Linked DNA regions of Rattus norvegicus: region 2 is linked to region 1. Evidence: chromatin contacts called from public Hi-C data. All regions are on one chromosome and are shown on one strand. Each heading gives the region's core, a stretch centred on a gene start, on an enhancer-like site or on the middle of the called end of the contact. The rest is flanking DNA. Distances are from core to core; before and after follow the strand shown.

Region 1 (7,914 bases), core at 1,677-4,176:
CCTACAAGGCACTCTGTGGACATCCCAGTTGGACAAAACTGGTGTCAACAAGGATGTGTTCAGAGACCCATCATTGAAACACAAGGCCAGCCCGGAGGCCAAGGTCAAGTTCGAGGAGAGATACAAGACAAGGAAGAACAAATGGTTTTTCCCAGAAGCTTTGCTTTCAATGGTATTTTTATTTTCGCCATTAAAAATTAAAACAAAACAAAACAAAAAACCAACAAAAACGACAACAACAAATCAAGAGTCCCTGGATAGCCAGGGCTACCCAGAAAACCCTTGTCTTAAAAAACTAAACAGGGCTGGAGAGATGGCTCAGTGGTTAAGAGCACTGACTGCTCTTCCAGAGGTCCTGAGTTCAAATCCCAGCAACCACATGGTGGCTCACAGCCATCTGTAATGGGATCCAATGCCCTCTTCTGTGTATATTTACACTGAAGACAGTTCCAGTGTATTTATATAAATAAATAAATAAATAAATAAATAAATAAATCTTTAAAACATTTTTATTTTTAAAAGGATGAAAGACGTTTAGGATGGTAAGAGCTACACAAAGAAACCCTGTCTCAAAAAATCAAAACCAAACCAAAATACAACAACAATAATGCTATAATAATAAAAACCATGAAACCTCTGCCGCTTTTTTTTTCTTTTTCTTTTTTTCGGAGCTGGGGACCGAACCCAGGGCCTTGCGATTGCTAGGCAAGTGCTCTACCACTGAGCTAAATCCCCAACCCCCCTCTGCTGCTTTTTGACATTTAAACCATAGGCATGTATGGTTTTTGTAAATAGTTCACACATTTATGTTTAGATTGTTTCTGTATAAATTTGAAGAAACGTATGGAAGGCCTTTAGAGATGCCAGGGAAGTCTCAAGGGTATTACTATCTAAAGGGGACCTGAACAAGGAGGGCATCAGTAGACATGATAACAAGAAAGGGAAAAATCTCAGACCAGATGACACTCAAGGAGAAGGAAGACCAAAGTGTGGATGATTCAGTCCTTAGAGGGGGGAACAAAATACACACAGGAGGAAAGATAGGGACAATGAGTGGAGCAAAGACTGAAGGAAAGGTCATCCAGAGACTGCCCCACCTGGGAATCAATCCCATCTGCAGCCACCAAACCCAGTCACTATTGCTGATGCCAAGAAGTGCTTGCTGACAGGAGCCTGATATGGACGTCTCTTTCCAGGCTCTGCCAGAGCCTTACTGATACAGATAAGGATGCTTGCAGCTAACCATTGGACTGAGCACGGGGACCCCAATGAATGAGTTAGAGAAAGGACTGAAGGAGCTCAAGGGGTTTGCAACACTATAGGAAGAATAACAATATCAAGGAACCCCCCCCCCAAGCTCCCAGGGATTGAATCACCAACCAAAGAGTACACATGGAGGGACCCAAAGCTCCAGCTGAATATGTAGCAGAATGTAGCACTGTCTGGCATCAATGGGAAGATAAACCCTTGATTCTCTGAAGGCTTGTTTCCCCACATAGGGGAATGCCAGGGTGTTGAGGTGGGAGTGGGGTGGGTGGGAGTGGGGGCATCTTCAGGGATAGGGTGGGAGGAGAGATTCGAGGGGGGAGGGGTTAACATTTGAAATGTAAATACATAAATATCCAATAAAAATAAAAGTAAAAAAAAACCCTATTATTTTTAAAAAAAGAAAGAAAAAAAATGGCCAAGCAAAGCAAGCATGCCCTCACTGTCTGTGGAGTCCTACTTATACTCTCCAAACGTCATGAGTCCTCTTACGGCTCTTGCTTCAGCAAAACATCACAAGTTTGCATCACATGACACAACCAGAAATTTCCACTCCAACCCTGTATTGAAAAATCAAAAGAAACAAACAAAAAAAACCCATCTTGGTATACACAAATGTGTGGGCTGCATGTATGGATATGTACCACATGTGTGCCTGATGTTTTTGGAGTTCAGAAAAGAATATCAGATTTCCTGAAACTGGAGTTAGAGTTACCACCATGAGGATACCGAGAATCCAACTTGTGTCTTTTGCCAAAACAGCAAGTGATCTTGACTTCTGAGCCATCTCTTCAACCTGTACTAGTTATATGTATAATTCCTCCATTTCCTGGCCTCACTTCTGCCAGGAGACCATATATATGTAATATAATTTTAAAATATATTTACTCTCATATATAAATATGATATATATATATCATATATATTTCAAGACAGGATTTCTCTGTGTAGGATTGGCTGTCCTGGAATTCACTTTGTAGACCAGTTTGGCCTTGAACTCACAGAGATCTGCCTGCCACTGCCTCCCAAGTGCTTGGATTAAAGGTGTGAACCACAAGGCTCGGTCTGTAATTATATTTTAATTCAAAAGGAAGAAAAAAGGGGACCTGAGAGATGGTTCAGTGGTTAAGGGCACTGACTACTTACACTTCCAGAAGTTCTGACTAAAATTTCCAGCAGCCACATACATGGTGCCTCACAAAGGGATCGGATGCTCTCTTCTAGTGTGTCTGAAGACAGTCACAGTGTACTCATATACATAAAATAAATAAATCTTGTTTTTGGTTCTTTTTTTTTTTTCGGAGCTGGGGACCGAACCCAGGGCCTTGCGCTTCCTAGGTAAGCGCTCTACCACTGAGCTAAATCCCCAGCCCCATAAATCTTGTTTTTAAAGGTCTGAAAAAGGTAAGAAAACTGTGGAAGAATAATAAACACGAGCGCCCTAATTTTAAACCCCACCTGCTAGTCCTCTCACAGTCCTAATAGTGATACCTGACAAGTTTTCCAAATGGTTCCACATCGCCACCTCTTGGCCTCGTGGCGGTACCCTTAAGATGGAAATTCTACAGATCGAAGCAAGGGCGGCCATGGTGACTACTGGAATGGGAGGAGCATTGTGGGAATTGTTTTCAGTTGGAGCAAACCGACTTCCGTTCACCATTTTGAATGACAACAGAGGCGGAGCTGTGGCATGTTCATTAAGGGCCGGACTGCGAAGGCGCCCAGAGGAGAGCCGCGGCGCTCCTCCCGCCGTGGGCAGAAGCTAGCAGTCGTAGCTCCGCCTCCGGCTTTGGGCTCCACCTCCCGGCCTCACTTCCGCCGGGAGAGCATTGCTCGGCGTCGTTGCCGTAAATCAGGTCGGCTGTTTGCTGCATCACGAAAGATGGCGGCCGCGGCGGCTACGGTGAACGGGACAACCGGCGTTTCAAGCTCCGGGCCCGCGGCCACCTCGGGCGGGATCCTACAGGCAGCGGCCGGCATGTACGAGCAACTCAAAGACGAGTGGAACCGGAAGAGCCCGAATCTTAGTAAATGTGGAGAAGAGCTGGGCCGCCTGAAGGTAAGGGGTCGCCGGGTCCTAGATGCCTAGTGCTTGAGGGAAGGTGACGGACGGGGGAGCTCAAGGCTAGTATAGTAGAGCGGGCCAAGGAATGAGAAGAGCGAAGTTCGGTGGGCCTGGAGGACTAAGAAGGGAGAGACGGCTGGAGCCAGCCAAACGCGACCCCTAAGGTAGCGGGGAGGGAGTGATGGAAAGATTGGTTCTGGCAGAATCGAATGAGATGCTTTGGTGCTTGGAGGGAGGCAGAAGTGGGATCAGACACTGACGAACGAGGAGATGGTGAGAAGAATAAGGCTGAGATGACGGGGCGTTAAGGGAATGTGTGGTAAATAAAGCCCAGGGACGCTGTGAGAGAGCAGAGGTTAGGAAACACCTGTTTGAAGAGGGGCGACAGGAACAGTTTGAGGCCATAATGGACCTAGAAGAGCATGATTTTTGGTTATAAACACATTTAGGTGTATACAAGGCCGGCGTGGTCTTCAATAGCGACTTTGAGGAGGTTTGGGGCTACGTAGACCTCGTCCCAAAAATTATATATGTAAATATATATGTATAGGTATATATATATATTATTAATAAGTAAGCAAGAAAATATGTATTAGGTCCCTAAGTTTACAAAGGAATGGTGTCTGGGCTGGACTGGGGGAAGGGGAAAATTAGCCCCACACTCCTTGACATAGCCTTGTTAACCCTTCTTAGGCAGACTGAGGAGGGGAAAGTCTCCCCAGGATCATAGCTAAAGATTATGTCCTATACTTGTAATCCCAGCACTTAAGAGGCTGACACTAGGGTCTCCAGTTCTAGATCAGACTGGCCTGCCTAGGGAGCTACTGTCTCAAACAAAACAAAAAAACCTAAAACAAGCCAAAAATAGCAACAGAAAGAATTGAGGTCATGGGTGTCTCCCCACCCCATGGTTCCACTGAGTGCCTCCTGTTTCCCAGTGGAGTAGTACTAATGTTTGTGAGATGAGGTAATCCTGTTGGTACTCTGTGTGCTCAGGCCCTGTGCTAAATGCTTTACAAGTCCTGACTCCTTTAATACTCATAGCAGTTGTGTGGGTTAGGATGCATGTGAGCTCCATTTTGCCAAGTAGGGACATGAAAGTTCAGAGAAAGTAAGTAATCTGTATTTGAAGTCTCTTCATTCCTTCCCTCTCAGTTGGTTCTGCTGGAGCTCAATTTCCTGCCAACCACGGGGACCAAACTGACTAAACAGCAGCTCATTCTGGCCCGTGAGTGTCACTGGGGTTGGTGGAGGGTGACGGGCTTGGGGTCATTGTAGGGATGTCTGTAGTGCTGATCCCAAGGGGATTCTAGTCACCACCTGAGAGTCCCTCTACTCTTACTCACAGGTGACATTCTGGAAATCGGGGCCCAGTGGAGCATCCTATGCAAGGACATTCCCTCCTTCGAGCGCTACATGGCCCAGCTCAAATGCTACTACTTTGATTACAAGTGAGGTTGGGCTCTCTAGGGAGGGGACTGAGGTAGGGGTGGGTAGTTCCTTGGTAGTTCATTTATCTCTGTCTTCTTCACCTGAGAACCATCGCTCTTCTTAGCTCTGTCCCCAGAAGCCAGAGAGCCAGAAGAGTAACTTAGAGCTCTTGAAACTGGGTTTGTTTATGTAGTCTATTTCTGTAAGTTTCTTTTTTTTTTTTTTTTTTCTTTTTTTCGGAGCTGGGGACCGAACCCAGGGCCTTGCGCTTGCTAGGCAAGTGCTTTACCACTGAGCTAAATCCCCAACCCCCTTCTGTAAGTTTCTAAACAGTTTTGTTTTCTTTATGTATTTCCATGTATATGTGTGCTCTGTCTGCTTGTATGTCTGAACACCACAGAAATGCATAGGGTCCCATTATAGATGGTTATGGGCCGCTATGTGGGTACTGGGAATTGAACTCAAAGACTTCTGAAAGTGCAGAGCTCTTCAAGCATCTAGTGCTTTTAACTGCTGAGCCATCTCTTCAGCCCCTCCAATGTTTTCCCTTATCTAGTCCTACACTATGGCCCCTCTTCCCAGTGTGGCTACGCATTACCCTTCATTCTTGACTCCTCAGACTGACATATCTATAGCAGCCAGTAGGATGCTACTTTGCTTTACTTTGCTGGTGTTTTATTTTGTTTGAGACAGGGTTCAAGGTGGTCTACCTGCCTGCGGCTGGAGATTATATGTAGTGCTGCCCCCTGCTGGTTTGTTTGTCGTTTTTTTTTTTTTTTCTTTGTGTTTTTGTTTTGTTTTGTTTTGTTTTGTGTAGCCTCGGCTGGCCTGGAACTCTGCCTCCTGAGTGCTGGGATTAACAGCATGGGCCACCATACACAGCTGTTGTTTTCTGAGGCTGTGTCTTGTATGCCCCAAGCTGACTGAGAACTCAGTTGTGTAGCTGATCTTGAACTTTCGATACTCCTACCTGTACCTCCCAGTGGCTGGGATTACAGGTGTGCACCCCCATGTCTTGTTTACAAAGTGCCAGGGATTGACCCAAAAGTCTCCTTCATTCGAGGGAAGCATTCTGCTCACTGAGCATTCGCCTCTGGATACTGTTCTTATGGCTTTACTTAGGTTAGACTGGTTTTTTTTTTTTTTTTCTTTTTTCTTTTTTCTTTTTTCTTTTTTTCGGAGCTGGGGACCGAACCCAGGGCCTTGTGCTCGCTAGACAAGCGCTCTTCCGCTGAGCTAAATCCCCAGCCCCTAGGTTAGACTGTTTAATTCACTTACGTTTACTGAACATGCCTTTATGATGTGGATACCGTGTGACAACTGTTAAACAGATGGGAAGTAGACGGATCACTGTGATCCATATATGTTCTGTTCATATGGCTGTGGCTTTTCTTGCCTCTCTGTACCTAACCTGTCTGAGCTTCTGCAAGTAGTTGTAAGATTACTGGAAGATAGACGAGGGACTTGGTTAGCTCCCAGGACCTATTAATTTTGGTTCCCTCCCACACTCTGGTTTACAGGGAGCAGCTTCCTGAGTCAGCCTACATGCACCAGCTCCTGGGCCTCAACCTCCTCTTCCTGCTCTCTCAGAACCGAGTGGCTGAGTTCCACACAGAATTAGAACGATTGCCTGCCAAGGACATCCAAACCAATGTCTACATCAAACACCCTGTATCCCTCGAGCAAGTGAGGCTGGGCAGGGGAAGGGAGATCCTGGGTGAGGTGGGTGGTACCACTTCAGACTTTGGTTTCCTGGAAGAATAATCAGCCATTACCAATCACCAGCTCTGTTAACCAGCAAAACAAATATGTGCCAGGCACCAGGATAGTTTAATGTTAAGGTGGATCAAACAGATAAACCCTAATATAGGGTCTATAAAGTAAGGAGGTAGAGAGGTCCCAAAAGAATGAGCCACCTGTGTGGTATGTGAGACATTAAGTGTTCTGGGGACTTTGGCCTGGGAGAGGTCAGAGAGGGTCTGAAAGGGCTAAGAGGTCATCCGGCAGAGGTGGTTTGTGTCCTATGGCTCAAACCTGCTGCCATACTTAAAGGGCAGCAAAGAAGACAGTGGAAGAAAGTGGGTAGAGCCAGGGTGAGGCCGGGGAGCTGAGGTTAGGAAGTTGTGTCAGATTCTGAGACATCCAGAGGACTAAGCTGTAAGGAGGGTGGCAGAGTGGCAGGTAGGTGTAGTGGGAGATGGGGTTGATACATACACCTCTTTCTCCCTTATGTTTGGAGAGAAGGTGGTTAGATGCCAGTCTAGATGAGGCTGCCAGGGAGTGTGTGTGAGCCAGGTAGGGCTTCTTGGAAGAGGAAGAGCCCAGTCTACTGGAGATGGGTGGGCTAAGTGGCAGAGGGTGTTCTGGTAGATCGGGGATTGCACCAAGGGAACAAGGAAAGCCTGTCACCTCCATCTTCCTCCTCTTCTTCCTTGGCCTTGGCAGTACCTCATGGAGGGTAGCTACAACAAGGTGTTCCTGGCTAAGGGAAACATTCCCGCTGAGAGCTATACCTTCTTCATTGACATCCTGCTGGATACTATCAGGTATGTGGGGTCCAGGCCCCCAGACTTCCCATCCTTGTTTGTCCCCTACATGCCAAACTGCCTGATTCCTATGGTTTGATGCACACCCTGGTGTTTCTCATAGTGTATCCCCTCCACCTCCTGTGGTGCATGGTGGGGTTACAAACTTGCACCACCACCCTGCTTTGTGTGGTGCTGGGAATAGAACCCATGCTTCAGGCATGCTAGGCACACTCTCTTGTTCGTTCATACAAGAACCTCCTCTAGATACTTGAAGAAGGGTGGTGTGTTCTTGTGAAGGTTCCTATGTGAAAAGACTTAGAGACTGAGGTGTGGGTTGTTGTGGTAATTATTAAAACATGGTTCTTTTATCCCTTGCTAGTGCTGGCTCCGTAGGTCCACATGGCATCTGTGGGGTATTTTCATCTCAATGCCATCCAGCTCTAGGGCACCATGCCATGTTAACACCCAGCTAGTCTCTGTCCCCGGTGGTCTCTCTGCCCCAGCTAGGCTAGCTGCATGCCGTGGCTGCCCTCTCCCGGCTGTCTATCTGTCTTGAACGCTGTTCATACTCCCAGAAACCTCTCTGCTGCTGCCCTGTTTACATTCCCAACATCCACCCCTAAT
Region 2 (7,914 bases), core at 3,511-6,010, 190 kb before region 1:
GGCTCTCAGTGAGTAAGAGCACTTGCTACAGAAGCCTGAGGACAACCTGAGTTCAACCCCCCCCCAGCACCCACATAAAAAGCCAAGTGAGGCCATGCACATACCTGTACCCCACCAACGTGGAGGACAGAAACAGGATGTTTGGTGGGGCTTGCTGGCTGCAGATAGCAAGTCTAGTTCAGAAAGCTAGCCTGGTTCAAAGAGAGCCTGTCTCATGGGAATAAAGTGGGAAAGGCTAGCTCAGCATACTCACTGTCCACCCCTGACCTGTGTGTGCACACGCATGCACGCACACACACACACACACACACACACACACACACACACACACACACACAGATACATAAAGAAAAGGGCAGAAGGCTTGGTGATGTCCTTTCTGTCCGGGCCACTGTAGCACCAGTGACCACATCCTACCTGGCAGGTTGGTAGCATAGCAAAGGTAAGGGTTTTTTGGCGTCCCAAGAAGATTCACTAATGGTAGGCAGACCCTGGGGCTTCCAGTCAGCATGTATTTATGTCTGACGTTCATGTATAAGCACTAAGGCATCACGCATGAGCAAAGCTGAAAGAAATGAGAAATAAGGCCTGTGTGACCTGGTCTGCCCCATGCTGGGAGGTTTGGGCCTCCAAGAACAATGCCACCAAGTGGAAGTATGTGACATGAGACCCCAAGCCAGTGACGGTCACCTAACACTGCAGCCTACCACACTCCCTACTTACTGCAATGCTTAGGACCACTGTGCAGGTCAGGACACACTCATGGTTAAAACAGCAAGGGCTTATATCATATTACACGGTTATCCAAGTGACCAAGGGCTCTGCCCAACCCTCTTCTAGTTCTGGGGCCTCCAGCCATCTAGACAGCCTCCCGTACCTAGAACATTACTAGTCTCCATGGCAGAACCCAAAAAGGCCCATGCAGTCTCACATCGGCAATTAAATGTTCACCCAGGCCTCAGTGAGGGAGGCTGAGGTAGGAAAAACACAAGTCTAAGAACAGCCTGGGCAATTCAGGGAGAGACCCTGCTTCAAAATTAAAAGTCACAGAGAAGGCTGGGGGCACTGGGGAGATGGCTCGGTGTGGTGGGAACGTCTGTAAAAGTGTGAGGACCTGAGGTTTCAGCTCCAGCATCCAACATAACACATAGCCATGTGGACTCCAGCGCTAGGCATGAGAGACAGACAAATCAGTGGGTTCCTCTAGCCACTGTCCTAACTAAAAAGCAACCAACTCTAGGCTCAGAGAAAGACCAGCCTCAAGGGAGTAATCAGAGATCCAGAGAGGACACTTGATGTCTTCTGTGTACATGTACGTACACACGTCTGGGCATACACACACACGCACGCATGCACCCTACCAGTAAGGAGTTGAAGGTGTCCAGTGGTGAGAGCATTTGCCCAGAACCCACCAATGAGAGTCTGGGTGTGGCTCAGTGGTAGAACATTTGCTTAGAATTCACATAATTCTATATTCCATCCCTAGTGCCACAAAATCAATCAATCAATCAGTTAGTTAGTACCCCAACCAAAAGGCCAGGACTGCTCAGCTCACAGCTCGCACAGCTGACCACAGTGGGCTGAGAGGAGAGGGAGGAAACAGGAATATTTGGAGAATACAGTTCATGGCTACACAGAGTGGTATGTATATATTTCCTGCCCAGACTGGGATCCTGGTGACACCTCGAAGGCAAGTGGGACTTGCCAGTCCCTCTCAGAGGGGACTGATTGGACAGGGGTCTTCAGAGCCCGCCTCTGAGCCAAACAGCTGAGACTCATCCCTCCCACTTCCCACAGGTGATGACCAATGGCTGGGAGACGGTGGATATGACCCTGCGGCGGAATGGGCTGGGGCAGCTGGGCTTCCACGTGAAGTACGATGGGACAGTGGCTGAAGTGGAGGACTATGGGTTTGCCTGGCAGGCTGGCCTCCGGCAAGGCAGCCGACTGGTAGAGATCTGCAAGGTGGCCGTGGTGACACTAAGCCACGACCAGATGATCGACCTGCTGCGCACCTCCGTCACCGTGAAGGTGGTCATCATCCCACCCTTTGAAGACGGCACTCCCCGACGGTAAGAGCATCACCCTGGGGGGCAGGTAGGGGACAAGATTGGCAGCTTCCAGATGACTGCAAGGGGTTCCCCTGTCATGTCACCCAAGACCCCAGTGAAGGAACCTTATAAGTCAGTGATTCTCAACCTTCCCAATGCTGCAGCCCTTTAACACAGCTCTTTGTGTTGTGGTCACACACACACACACACACACACACACACACACACCCCATAAAATTATTTCTGTTGCTACTTCCTAACTGTAAGTTTGCTGCTGTTATAAATCACGATGTAATATCTGTGTTTTCTGATGGTCTTAAGCAACTCCTGAGAAAGGGTTCCGGGTTGAGAACCGCTTTGATAAGCCCTGTTTCAGAGGGCTAATGACAGTGGGAGTGGCGTAAATGAGGGTCTTGTGGGGACTGGTTCTCAATGTTAGTCCCCGGTGTATACCTCCCCAGCACCCATTACATTACATACATTAGTAGTCACCTTTTCCAGATGGCATACAAAGTGTGAAAACAGCAGGACACGGGGACATTTATTGGGCTCCGTGCTATATGCAAGCTCCGTTTGCAGTGCTAGGCCTGGCACAGTGGACAGGGCAGAGTAAGCCGTTTTGTGTTCTACAGGGAGAGATAGATCCGGAAGTAGACACACAAGGTCTGGGGGCTGGGGGCGGGGGGGTGCGCCTGAATTCGAGGCCAGCCTCAACTCTGAAGAAAGATCCAGTCTCAAGAAGGGGTGGGCATGGGGCAGGCAGTGGCTTTGATTTGAATTTGAGGCCAGCTCCACAGAAGGGAATCCACCTTGGCTTGGAAGGCCAGAGGCCCCACTGGAGAACGCTACTGCTATTGTTTGCTGTAGGGGCCTGATGGACCTGTCAAAATGTCTTCTGAATAACCTTGCTTGTGCCTGTGGGTGGTGGCGCTGTCGGCTTTGGTTGCAGAAGCCTCTCTTTACAGTGACAGTGGTGGCTGCAGACACTGGTCACAGTACAGAGGGCGCATGGCTGTTGAACGCTCAGGCATCCTCTCCAAGGCTCTGGGAGCATGGACGAGGGGGCAGACAACGTGTGAGAGCTGGAGGGAGGGTGGCGAGGGAGCGGCGTGGAATGCTGACTTCTGGGTATGACACGGATGTCGCTTGCTTTGTTCAGTCGGTTGTTTCGGCTTTTGTTTTGTTTCCTTAAGATAAGGTCTCACTATGTAACCCTGCTGTCCTGGAGTGCTATATAGACCAGACTGGCCTCGAGCTCAGAGTCACCTGCCCCCGCGCCTAGTGCTGTTTAAAGACATGTGCCTCCGGGGCTGGGGATTTAGCTCAGTGGTAGAGCGCTTACCTAGGAAGCGCAAGGCCCTGGGTTCAGTCCCCAGCTCCGAAAAAAAGAAAAAAAAAAAAAAAAAAAAAAGACATGTGCCTCCAGCCCAGCTCAGTGTCTTTAGCTGTGAAAGGTCATACACTGGAGCTGAGGCTATGGTAGGGTGCTCATATAACACGTACGTGGCCCTGGGTTCGGTTCCCCCGGCGCTGCATGACCCAGATGTAGTGGCATGCACCTGCAATCCCAGCACTGGGGAAGTGGAGGCCAGAGGACCCAGAATTCAAGGTCTTGAGCTTGGTTGCTGTCATTCTCAGTCAGTCTCCCACCACAACAACACAGCTCTGGACTGGGTCTCCCCAGCATAGCAACGATGGCAAAAATAGATCTTTATACTGCCCTGTTGTAAAATATAATACGGCTGTGCGGCGGCAGCGTGCAGTGTCAGGGGATGCCTGGGGGTCCGTCCCCCTGAGAAATCAAGCCATGTGACATTTATTTGGGGGAAGGGGAGGGGAAGGGAGCCTGAAGAAGTAGTAGAGGCAGACAGACAGCAGCAGAGCCATGAGGGCAAAAAAGGGACACAAAGACTGACAGAAAGGACACACAGAGAGGCCAGCAGGGAGCACATGGGAACAGAAAGAGAGAAAGGGTGCAGGGGAGCAAACGGTCCTTTTTATACACTGCTGCGCCTAGATCACACCTGGCTGCAGCAAGCGATGACATAAGGCGCCACTAGGTCCCCGGGAGGAGCACAGCAGAATGGCCTATAAGCCATCACCCTACCCCAGTAATTCCAGAAGTGTCTCCCAGGTTGCTCTCACTGCTCTGACAGGAACTGCTAAAGCCCGTGACAGTCCTACACTAGTCACTTTGTCTGGGATGAGAGGCGTTCCCGATTGGTTGGATACGGATCACATGCTCATGCCCAGCATCCAGGGGTGAGCTCTGCCTGGCTCAGAGCTCAGAGCAATCTCAGGCTATGTGGCCTTCCTGCACCTCTGCCAGCCTGGCCTATCTGGTGGCTCTGTCAGAGGGGTGCATCCCCATTGTTCCCTACCTGGTGCTTGGGGGCTTCTGATCCCCAAAACAGCCATAAGGAACGCTGAACATCAGCTCTACCACACGACTGCAGAAAGGTACCCTGAGTAGGGCCTGGGACAGGAACACGCCCTCAGGCCCTCAGGTGACATGGCTTTGTTGCAGCCAGGCCCGAGTGCGTCTCAGGCCATAGGAACGTCGGAATGAGATCCTCTGGACCTGCCTCTCAGAGCTTGGCCCTTGTGATCTAAGAGGAGGATTTTTCCCTGAGCTTAGCCTTCTGTAAGCTCGGGCTCCCTCCCGTGCTGCGTGGCACACTGTGGCAGCGATGGCAAAGCTGCCTGCCCAGCTTGGGTCCCCACACCCCAAGCTGCATCTCTGCACTGTGGTGCGTGTGCCAGCCAGACACGGGCCTGCGTCTATTTCCAGGGTTCTGGGTTTCGTGTGCTTTTCTCCTTTTTTAAGCCACCTTGCAAAGTAGGTCACCTGCCTCCCTTCCATCAGCATCTGAGATTCTAGGGAACAAGGCAGGGACTGTCCTTTGATTTTTGAGGGCATTGGCTTTTCCGGCCCAAAGGACTGCTTGGGGTGTTGGGAGGGGCTGGTTCGTTGAAAACACTGGCCAACTAGAGGCCTGAGCCAGAGAAAAGGGAAGGGACGAAGAGAAGCCAAGACCTGGAGGAAAAAAGAGATTCAGGTCTAGGGGTTATAGCCCTGCGTAAGCTTCAGGCCTAATTTGAAAGTTGCCTCTCAGGCTTTAAGATGAATCACCACCGTTTGGAGTTGGCCCACTGTAAGCAGGACAGCTGATCCCTCTCCAGCAGAAGGCCCGTGTGCTAGCGGGCCCAGAGCTTACAAGTAATAAACTTGTCTTTCCAGGGGGTGGCCAGAGACCTATGACATGAGTACGTCGGAACCCAAGATGGAGTCGGAAGCCGCCACCCCTGGGGGCCGACCCCCCTACCGCAGCAACGCTCCCTGGCAGTGGAGCGGGCCTGCCTCCCACAACTCCCTGCCAGCCACCAAGTGGACCACCCCTGCCACTCCCGGCCATGCCCAGTCCCTGAGCCGACTCCCGAAGCACACACCCGGGGTGCCCTTCCGGGAGTCCCAGCCACTGCACAGCAAGAGGTAAGGACCCCCAGGACACCTGCTGTCCACTGTCCCACCTGCCCACGAGCCACCCCTCCCCCCCTCTGCTTTTCCCACCCTCCCTCTTCCTCTTCCCCTCTGTCACTTTTCTTTCTTTCTTTCTTTTTTTTTTTTGTTGTTGTTCTTTTTTTAAAAGATTTATTTCATGTATGTTAGTACACTGTCGCTGTCTTCAGACACACCAGAAGAGGGCATCAGATCCCATTACAGATGGTTGTGAGCCACCATGTGGTTGCTGGGATTTGAACTCAACCTCTGTAAGAGCAGTCAGTGCTCTTAACCACTGAACCACGTCTCTAGCCCTCTTTTTTTTTTTTTTGGACTTTTTGAGACAAAGCTTGTCTGTGTAGTCCTTGCTGTCCTAGATAGAACTCACTCTGTAGACCAGGCTGCCCTGACTCTGCTTTCAGAGTGCTGGGATTAAAGGTATTCACCTTGCCTGGCCATTTTCCTGTCTTATCCCTCCGTCTCTGTCTGCCCTCCCCATCAGTTCTTCCTTCTCTCCCCACTCCTGCGCTGGCCCAAGGGCCCAGGACAGGGACAGAAAACTCTCTCTATAGGAGGTTGGAAAAAGGTTTTTTTCCAAGGCCAATAATAAAACCTGCAGGACTGGCTTCTTGGGAAGCAGTCCAAGGGAGACCCACAAAAGTGGATCTCATAGCCGCTATCAAGTCCCTGAGCTGGTAGTCGCCTCAGGGACTTTGATACTGGTATTTAGTTTATACTATTTTGTGTTTATGGATAACTGGGGGTTGAACCTCGGTCCTTAGGCATGCTGGGCAGACGCTCTACCACTGAACACATCCTCAGCTCACTCCCCTTTCTGTAGAACAGGATCTCATTATGCTATTCAGACTGTTCTTAAACTGAAAAGCCTCCTGCTCCAGACCGCTCAGTAACTTGGATTACAGGTCTGGACCACCAGGCAGACCCAGCTGAAATACTCACTTGGATGCATTATATATTAAGAGATAAAGCATGCTGTGCGTATGGCCCTCGGTCTTGCCCCGTTCTATAAATAAATACATAAATATATAAATAAGTATAAAAATAGTCAGACAAGGCAATGCACACCTCTAATCCCAGCACTTGGGAGGCAGAGGCAGCTGGATCTCTGTAGTAACAATTTTGGGATTTTGGTCTCTTAAAAACACACACACACACAACTATTGTATGTTTTTGTTTTATTCCCAAATGTGGGATATGGGGCTGCTTCAGATCGTCCACAGCAGCTGACTGTGATTTGCCTCGTGCCCTAGCAGAGGCATGATTTTGCCAGCAGCAGAGAGTTTCTGCAAGTGTGCTGTTTGGAATTCTGGAGACTTTTCAGGGGTATATAACCCCCTGAGTGGTTATTGGTTGTTGGTTGCAGTTTGTTGAGTAGTTGTGTGCAAAGAAGAAATAACAAAAAGAAGAAATTTGGTATCTTGATGGTGAAGATCAAACTTGGCTATAATCAGCAGGAAGTAGTCTAAGGACTGCCCTCTTCGTGACCCTTGACTTTATCAAGGGACCTCTTTCCTTTCTTCTTTATCCTTTTTTTTTTTCTTTCTTACCTAGTGTTAGGAGGTTAAAAGGGATGGAGAAGGATGGAAGAAAAAGGAGCCCACGAAGTAACAAAAGCCAAGCTGCAGACCTCAGTGAGCTCAGTGCCAGCCTTGCCTAGGTCCTGGGTTCCCAGCCAGCTAGAGCTGGGAGTGAGACTAAGTCTCAAACGTAAATAAGTAAGGGAGCTGGAGAGATAACTCCATGCTTAAAAGCACTTGTTCTTGCCAAGAATCCGGTCTCAGCTCCCAGCACCCACATGGTAGCTCACAACCATTACACTCCCGTTCCAAGGGAGCGGATGCCCTCCGCAGGCATCAGGCACCCATGCGGTATCCATATATACATGCAGGCAAAGTAGTCATATACAAATAAAAGTAAATATATCTTAAAAAATTAAATACACACACACACACACACACACACACACACACACACACACATATTTAAGTTTCCCTAAAATGAAGGGGCAGAGGAACAGCTTTGTTCCCAGGAAAGGGCAGAGAATTGGCTCCAGGGGCAGTCCTAGCTGCAGAGCTGAGTGTGGAGCACAGAGGGAGGAGGGGGCTCCCCTCTTCCCTCTCCCTTGCATGCAGATCCAAGGAGTGGATAGCCGCCAGAACTTGGCTGGACTTGAGGGGCAGGTCTGTTGTAATTGTATGCAGCCGCCTCCTCCTCCTCCTCCTCCCCCTCCTCCTCCTCCTCCTCCTCCTCTTCTTCCTCTTCTTCCTCTTCATCCTCCTCCTTCCTCCCCTTCCTCTTCCCCCCCTCCTCATCTTCTTCCTCCTCCTCTTCCTCTTCATC

Evidence for each region. Hi-C and Micro-C count contacts between places; a contact is called where the count stands out from the background.
Region 2: a contact with region 1 is called in a Hi-C map of the A7r5 cell line, with 4 times the contacts expected there. The contact joins the enhancer-like site here to the promoter of Psmd8 in region 1. A contact is called at or near these places in 3 of 12 Hi-C or Micro-C datasets (the A7r5 cell line, Schwann cells and frontal cortex).

The regions. Positions count from the first base shown.
Region 1 is chr1:93,603,701-93,611,614 of GRCr8, reverse strand. Psmd8 (proteasome 26S subunit, non-ATPase 8) reads left to right here and starts at 2,926. Exons shown (of 7, transcript NM_001100831.1): 1 at 2,926-3,325; 2 at 4,487-4,559; 3 at 4,680-4,782; 4 at 6,283-6,448; 5 at 7,208-7,308. The coding sequence starts at 2,957. All of the region lies in intron 1 of LOC103689966 (MARCKS-related protein-like), which reads right to left. It also overlaps the pseudogene LOC134483090.
Region 2 is chr1:93,794,072-93,801,985 of GRCr8, reverse strand. Sipa1l3 (signal-induced proliferation-associated 1 like 3) reads left to right here. Exons shown (of 20, transcript NM_001371098.1): 8 at 1,798-2,072; 9 at 5,293-5,544. The region is part of intron 1 of LOC103689966 (MARCKS-related protein-like); the gene reads right to left. Among named protein-coding and RNA genes, the nearest start is that of Sipa1l3, 33 kb to the left of the region's middle. Within about 2 kb of position 4,760, at least 56 of the 93 cell types and tissues checked have an H3K27ac peak or open chromatin away from gene starts, as enhancers often do.